Linked DNA regions of Sus scrofa: region 1 is linked to region 2. A link is a contact called in public HiChIP or PLAC-seq data. All regions are on one chromosome and are shown on one strand. The core of a region is the stretch at or near the end of the contact, and the rest is flanking DNA. Distances in the headings are between cores, read along the strand shown. Region 1 overlaps MANSC1 (MANSC domain-containing protein 1). Region 2 has its middle 15 kb from the start of DUSP16.

The links. HiChIP or PLAC-seq counts read pairs in DNA pulled down with a chosen protein or histone mark.
Region 1: a contact with region 2 is called in an H3K27ac HiChIP or PLAC-seq map of alveolar macrophages. The contact joins two enhancer-like sites. A contact is called at or near these places in 2 of 5 promoter capture datasets (fetal liver and fetal skeletal muscle) and 1 of 2 datasets of contacts at active chromatin or transcription factors (alveolar macrophages).

What each region holds. Positions count from the first base shown.
Region 1 is chr5:60,089,180-60,092,396 of Sscrofa11.1, forward strand. All of the region lies in intron 4 of MANSC1 (MANSC domain-containing protein 1), which reads left to right. Among named protein-coding and RNA genes, the nearest start is that of MANSC1, 8.4 kb to the left of the region's middle. Within about 2 kb of position 1,807, at least 12 of the 83 cell types and tissues checked have an H3K27ac peak or open chromatin away from gene starts, as enhancers often do. A contact at or near this core is called in alveolar macrophages, where this site is marked.
Region 2 is chr5:59,853,065-59,856,024 of Sscrofa11.1, forward strand. No RefSeq gene overlaps it. Among named protein-coding and RNA genes, the nearest start is that of DUSP16, 15 kb to the right of the region's middle. Within about 2 kb of position 1,462, at least 3 of the 83 cell types and tissues checked have an H3K27ac peak or open chromatin away from gene starts, as enhancers often do. A contact at or near this core is called in alveolar macrophages, where this site is marked.

The sequences.
Region 1 (3,217 bases), core at 557-3,056, 240 kb after region 2:
AACACATTTTGAAACACCTCTTTTTTTGGGGGGGGGTCTGTTTTTTGTCTTTTTAGGGCCATACCCACAGCACATGGAGGTTCCCAGGCTAGGGGTTGAATTGAAGCTGTAGCTGCCAGCCTACACCACAGCCACAGCAACGCAGGATCCGAGCTGCGTCTGCGACCTATACACAGCTCACAGCAACACCAGATCCTTAACCCACCGAGCGAGACCAGAGAGCGAACCAGCAACCTCATGGATGCTAGTCAGGTTTGCTAACTGCTGAGCCACGACGGGAACTTCTGCAACACCTCTTTAGAACCACGTCAGCAACAATGGAATAAGTATACAGGTGTCCAGGGTGACTGTTTTGAAAGGGTTAAAACCCAGTGAATACAGTATATAAAATTCCAGTACATGTGTCATTAGGTTCCAATGATTTTGTAATCACATTATCTAAATAAAACTCAGTGGATTTTATCACCCACACCTGGAGGAAAACTCATTTAAAAAGTATTTATTGATGGAGTTCTCGTCATGGCTCAGCGGAAACCAATCTGACTAGGAACCAGGAGGTTGTGGGTTCGATCCCTGGCCTCGATCAGTGGGTTAAGGATCTGGTGTTGCCGTGAGCTGTGATGTGGGTCACAGGTGTGGCTTGGATCCCACGTTGTTGTAGCTGTGGTGTAGGCTGGCAGCTGTAGCTCTGATTAGACCCCTAGCCTGGGAACCTCCACATGCTGCTAGTGCAGCCCTAAAAAGCAAAAAAAAAAAAAAAAAGTATTCATTGAGAATCTTCCATATGTCAAATCTGTGCAGAGCACTGGAAATATAGTCTCCGTACTTGGAAGTTACATATTTGCTCAGAATACAGAAGATAAGTAAAAATAATATGATTATTTGGATAAGTCTTGGTGAGATGTTGGCTTGTTAATTTTTCAGGAGGAAATGCTTTCAGGTGCCGAATTTCCTTTAAATTTTAGGAAGTTTTTGTTGTCAATGCCCTTAGGTATTAATACTGTTCTCTTTGTTCATTTATTCAATACGCAACAAATTTTATTTCGCATCTCCTATCCACCAATCACTTTTTACACTCTAAGAATACAAAAGTACGACACTGAGCATGAAAAACAAGGTTCTCACCTCTGAAATTGCTATTTTAGGAGAACGAGACGGTAACCTTAATAAACAATCAAAAAATAGAGTTACCAGGGCTATGAAGCTAATTGAGCTCAGACAAGATAATAGATCATCGCTGAGTGGACGTTCTGGATTAGGTGATCAATGCAACCATCTGTGAAGAGGAAACCCCTAAACTGAGATCTGAGCCAGATGTGAGAAGATTGTGGAAGGACCCTCCAGGCAGAGGGAACAGCCTATTCCAATATCCTGAGGCATAGTGGTTTTGGAAACCCTCCAATCTCAGCTGGCTGACTCATAGTGAACCATGTACAGAGTGATATGCAGGCAGTAAGAAAAGCAACCATCACATCAGCCTTTGTATGGCATAAGGCGATTTTATTTTAGGTGGGCGATGGGAAGCCATTGGAAGATTTCAGCAGGCATGTACCGTGGTGTTTTAAAGGTGATTTCTCAAAGCTCACCATGACCGCTCTATTGGGAATGGACAATGATGCAACAAGCAGCCAGGGGACAAGTGGGTAGGATGAGATCCAAGTGAAGGGAGGTGGCCTTGGGGACCAGGGATGAGGTGGAGGGAAGTAAACATTTGGGCTGTTTCCAAGTAGCAGTTGACAGGGCTTGCTGAGAGGCTTAGATGTGGGGAGCAAGGTCAAGAGACTAGCGAAGCGAGTTTGAGTTTTTGGCTAGAGCGTCTAGAGGATGACAGCGCCCTCTACTGGGGAAGATTTGCGGAGAAGCAGTTTAGGGCTGGGAGGGAGGGTGCAAGCGGGGTTCTCTGGGCCAGGATGCTGCCCAGGGCGCTGGACACGGATTCAGCTTTGTCCCCTGGCGAGGCTGTGTCTGAGTTTTGTTCATGAACCAGGAAAACCTGATGTAGCAAACATTCCCTTAAAATAGGAGCATAAAGCACGGATTGCTTGTGTAAATTCTTCCTAAACAGGGATACAAGCCCATGTATAAAATGATTGGCAGCCAAGGGACAGGGTTTCAGTTTTGCCAGATGAAAAAGTTCTGGAGATGGAGGATGGCGATGGCTGCACAACTATGTGAATATTCTCAGTGCCCGTGAACTTTACTCTTCAAAGGGGTTAAAGTGGTAGATGGTGTGTGGTATATTTTATCACAATTTTTTGTTGTTGTTTTTGTCCTTTTAGGGCCACACCCACGGCACATGGAGGCTCCCAGGCTAGGGCTCGAATCTGAGCTGTAGTGCTGGCCTACTGCCACAGCCACAGCAATGCAGAATCCAAGCCACGTCTGCGACCTACACCACAGCTCATGGCAATGTTGGATCCCCAACCCACTGAGTGAGTCCAGGGAGCGAACCAACATCCCCCTGGATGCTCGCTGGATTCGTTAACTGCTGAGCCATGACTGGAACTCCCAAAACTTTTTTAAAATCATAATTTTTTAAAAAGACCATGGCACAGAACAAATTAGGCTTCTCAGAACCTGAAATCTTACCGCGTGTGGAAAGAGTCTTGTTCTTCTCCTGCCCTTTCTGGGCTTCCTGGTGGCCGGAGTGGCTGCCCCGACTGTGGCCCCTTCACGTCTGTATATATTCTTGGCTAAAAGCATTGGGGACCTACTGTGTCATGTGGATGTAGCTTCCCACTGTTGCCCTTTTTTCATCACCCAGAACATAGCAGAGTGTGTTAGACACCCAGGGATGTAGCCAACAGGAAATGGACATCCCAGTCTGAGTTTCCAATTGGAAAGGTTTGTTTCTCCTTCAAGAGCTCCCATCAGGTGGAAGTTGGACCATCACATCCGCTTCTATGATCCCTTCTCACTGTCTTCATTGTGTCCTTTCTTCCACTGTCAGTGTGTAGTCCCCACGTGTATCATCTGTTTCGCAATTAAAGAATATTGAAGAAGTTATGGGTAATATAATCCAGTAATTCTATCTCCATAAAATCTGTACCAAAGAAACATCTATTGGTGAGAAACTGTTTATCATTTAATTAGTAGAAAAATGAAAACGGCACTTTTTAAATTCATTTAAAAGATATTAGTTTAGGAGTTCCTGTTATGGCTTGGCAGTAACAAACTGGACTGGTATCCATGAGGACTCTGGGTTTGATCCCTGGCC
Region 2 (2,960 bases), core at 212-2,711:
CTCCTTCTGCTGATGTAGATTGTGAACTCTGCTACCAAAGTTCCTAATTGTTCTGTAGGGTCAGACTTCGGGGTCCCCTTGGCTAAGGTGGGTTTGGCTCTTGCAGTGGGAGAACGCCCCCAAACACCACATTCATCTCAGGAAATTCTCCAGTGGTCATTTCTCTGTGATACAGGTGAGATGGCATTTGCTACTGTGTCCCTTTAATTGCTATCTCTGTCTTGGCCCTAAGAACTTGTCCAGACCCGTGGCTTACCCTTGGGCCTGTTTTCTTTTGTTGTACTACATATCTGTTCTCTGCGGACTCCTGACTTATTCCGCCAACTATGCAAAACCTATATTCTCCCTGGAATCTGACTTGTCTGCCCCTTCAGGGGTCCTGCATGGCTTCTGTGTCAGATGGGATGCCCTGCCTCTGCTCTCTACCTGAGCTCCAGTCCCACCTCCCAGACTGCCTACTGGTCATTTCTTCTGGAATGTGCCCCTCATTGTTCTGCCAAGCAGATTGCAACATATCCAAAAACAAACCTCATTTTTTGCCACAAACCAGCTGCTCCTATAACCTCTCAGCCCCTGTCAACAGTCTGTCATTTAGATGAAAAGCAAAGTCCTCTTGATCTAATCTCCTTTCATTGCCCTCAGCTATTCAGTCCCCAAGAACAATCAGATTTTCTTTCAAATATTGATCATTGTTTCTATCCTTCCCTTCCTCCCACGCCTCCCCCCGCATCCCGTGACCATTTCTAGGTCATCACCACTGCTAACATCATCTACTGTTCATGTCCACTCTTTCCCTGTCCCTGTGCAAGGCCAAGGCCAGACCTCTCTTAGTTAATTAAGTCAAAACCCTGAAGCTGGAGTTCCCATCATGGCGCATCGGAAACGAATCCGACTAAGAACCATGAGGTTGTGGGTTCGATCCCTGGCCTCACTCAGTGGGTTAAGGATCCAGCATTGCCGTGAGCTGTGGTGTAGGTCACAGATGTGGCTCGGATCTGTTATTGCTGTGGCTGTGGTGTAAGGCCAGTGGCTACAGCTCCAATTAGACCTCTAGCCTGGGAACTAACATATGCCCCAGGTCCGGCCCTAAAAGGACAAAAGACAAAAACAAAAACAAAAAAAATCTGAAGCTTTTCCCTATTTCCTGTCCTATAGGCTTCTTCCCTTATCAGGGTGTTAAATTTCCCCTAATTTGATCCCATTCTGGACAATCCTTCTGCCAGCCAGTTATATCAGAATGGAAAGTTTAATGGATTCGGAATTAGTGGACCTGCTTTCAAATCCCAGCAGAACCGCCTGGAGGAACTCACTGATTCCTGGAGCCTTGGATCCCTATGGGCAAAGTGGGGATAATGGTGCCTGTGTCACAGGGAATTTTATGAGGATTTAATGAGGGAATGTGTGTGGAGGCAGTTTAACATTGTGTTCAGAAACCACATTTGAGCTGACTCATTGGTTCCAGGCCAGGCTTTGTCACTCGGGTCACTGTGTGACCTGGAGCAAGTTCCTTAACCACTCTGGGCTTCTCGTCTTCATTTCTTTTTTTTTTTTTTTTGTCTTTTTGCTATTTCTTGGGCCGATCCCACGGCACATGGAGGTTCCCAGGCTAGGGGTCGAATCGGAGCTGTAGCTGCCAGCCTACGCCAGAGCCATAGCAACACGGGATCCGAGCCGCGTCTGCAACCCACACCACAGCTCATGGCAATGCTGGATCCTTAACCCACTGAGCAAGGCCAGGGATCGAACCCGCAACCTCATGGTTCCTAGTTGGATTTGTCAACCCCTGTGCCACGACGGGAACTCCTCTTCTTCATTTCTGAAATGACAACACAGCCAGTGCCTACCTCATCATAGGTCTGTAGTGATGATTAAATGAGATAATCCATGTAAGCTTCTTGGAGTGCCTGACATAATGAAGATCTAATGGGTCTAAGCCATTACTATGTGCAAGAGACCTAGTACATTGATTGACATCTAACTAGCACTTGATAAATGTTTGAGGAAGTTTGTTGATGAATTCATCTTATCCCAACTAATCTCATTTCCTATGAATTCTTGCTAGGCACATTCTTGTGCCATTCCTCCTCCAGGCAGGCTGACTACCCGGGCCTTTCATGAATATATCTCTCCCTTTTCTTGCCTTTGGTTATGGTATGTCTCTTTTCTAGATTGTCATAGTTTCTTTCCCCGACTATCCAAATTCTTCCGATTCTTTTTTTTTTTTTTTTTTTGTCTTTTTCTGGAGCACATATGGAGGTTCCCAGGCTAGGGGTTGAATCGGAGCTGTAGCTGCCGGCCTACACCAGGGCCACAGCAACTCAGGATCCAAGCCGTGTCTGCAACCCACACCACAGCTCACGGCAATGCCGGATCCTCAACCCACTGAGCGAGGCCAGGGATCAAACCCGCAACCTCATGGTTTCTAGTCGGATTTGTTGACCACTGAGCCACAACGGGAACTCCCAAATTCTTCACATTCTTTAAGGTCCATCCTAAACCTGGCCTCCACAAAATGTTCCATCACTTCGGTGCTTATTGATGTCTCACTTTTCTGAACCAGTTCCCCTCGATCGGGCATTGGGTGCACTTAGATGTGACATCTAAATATAGTTTATGTCCTCAACTAGTTTGAAAAATCTTCCTCAGCATCATTTTGGAATACACAGTGAGTATCATGAATATTTAACCTGCTAGACGACCTTATCTCTTCGAACTATCTCGTATGCGTTCCCAGATTATACTGAGGGTGGAATTTGGAGAAAGGGATATGTACTTCTGAGGATGAGGAAGGATCCAGAATTCTGAAAAGGCTTTTCGGACCTGCAGTCTCTTATCAACAGTGTGACACCTGAGGGCGGGCAGATGAGGGGGTGAGGGGAAGGGCTCCTACGAGGTGGGACCTATGGCCTCCTGTGGGCTCTGTCTTGGAGAAATGCTAAGGCCCAGGTGGGGCAGACCAT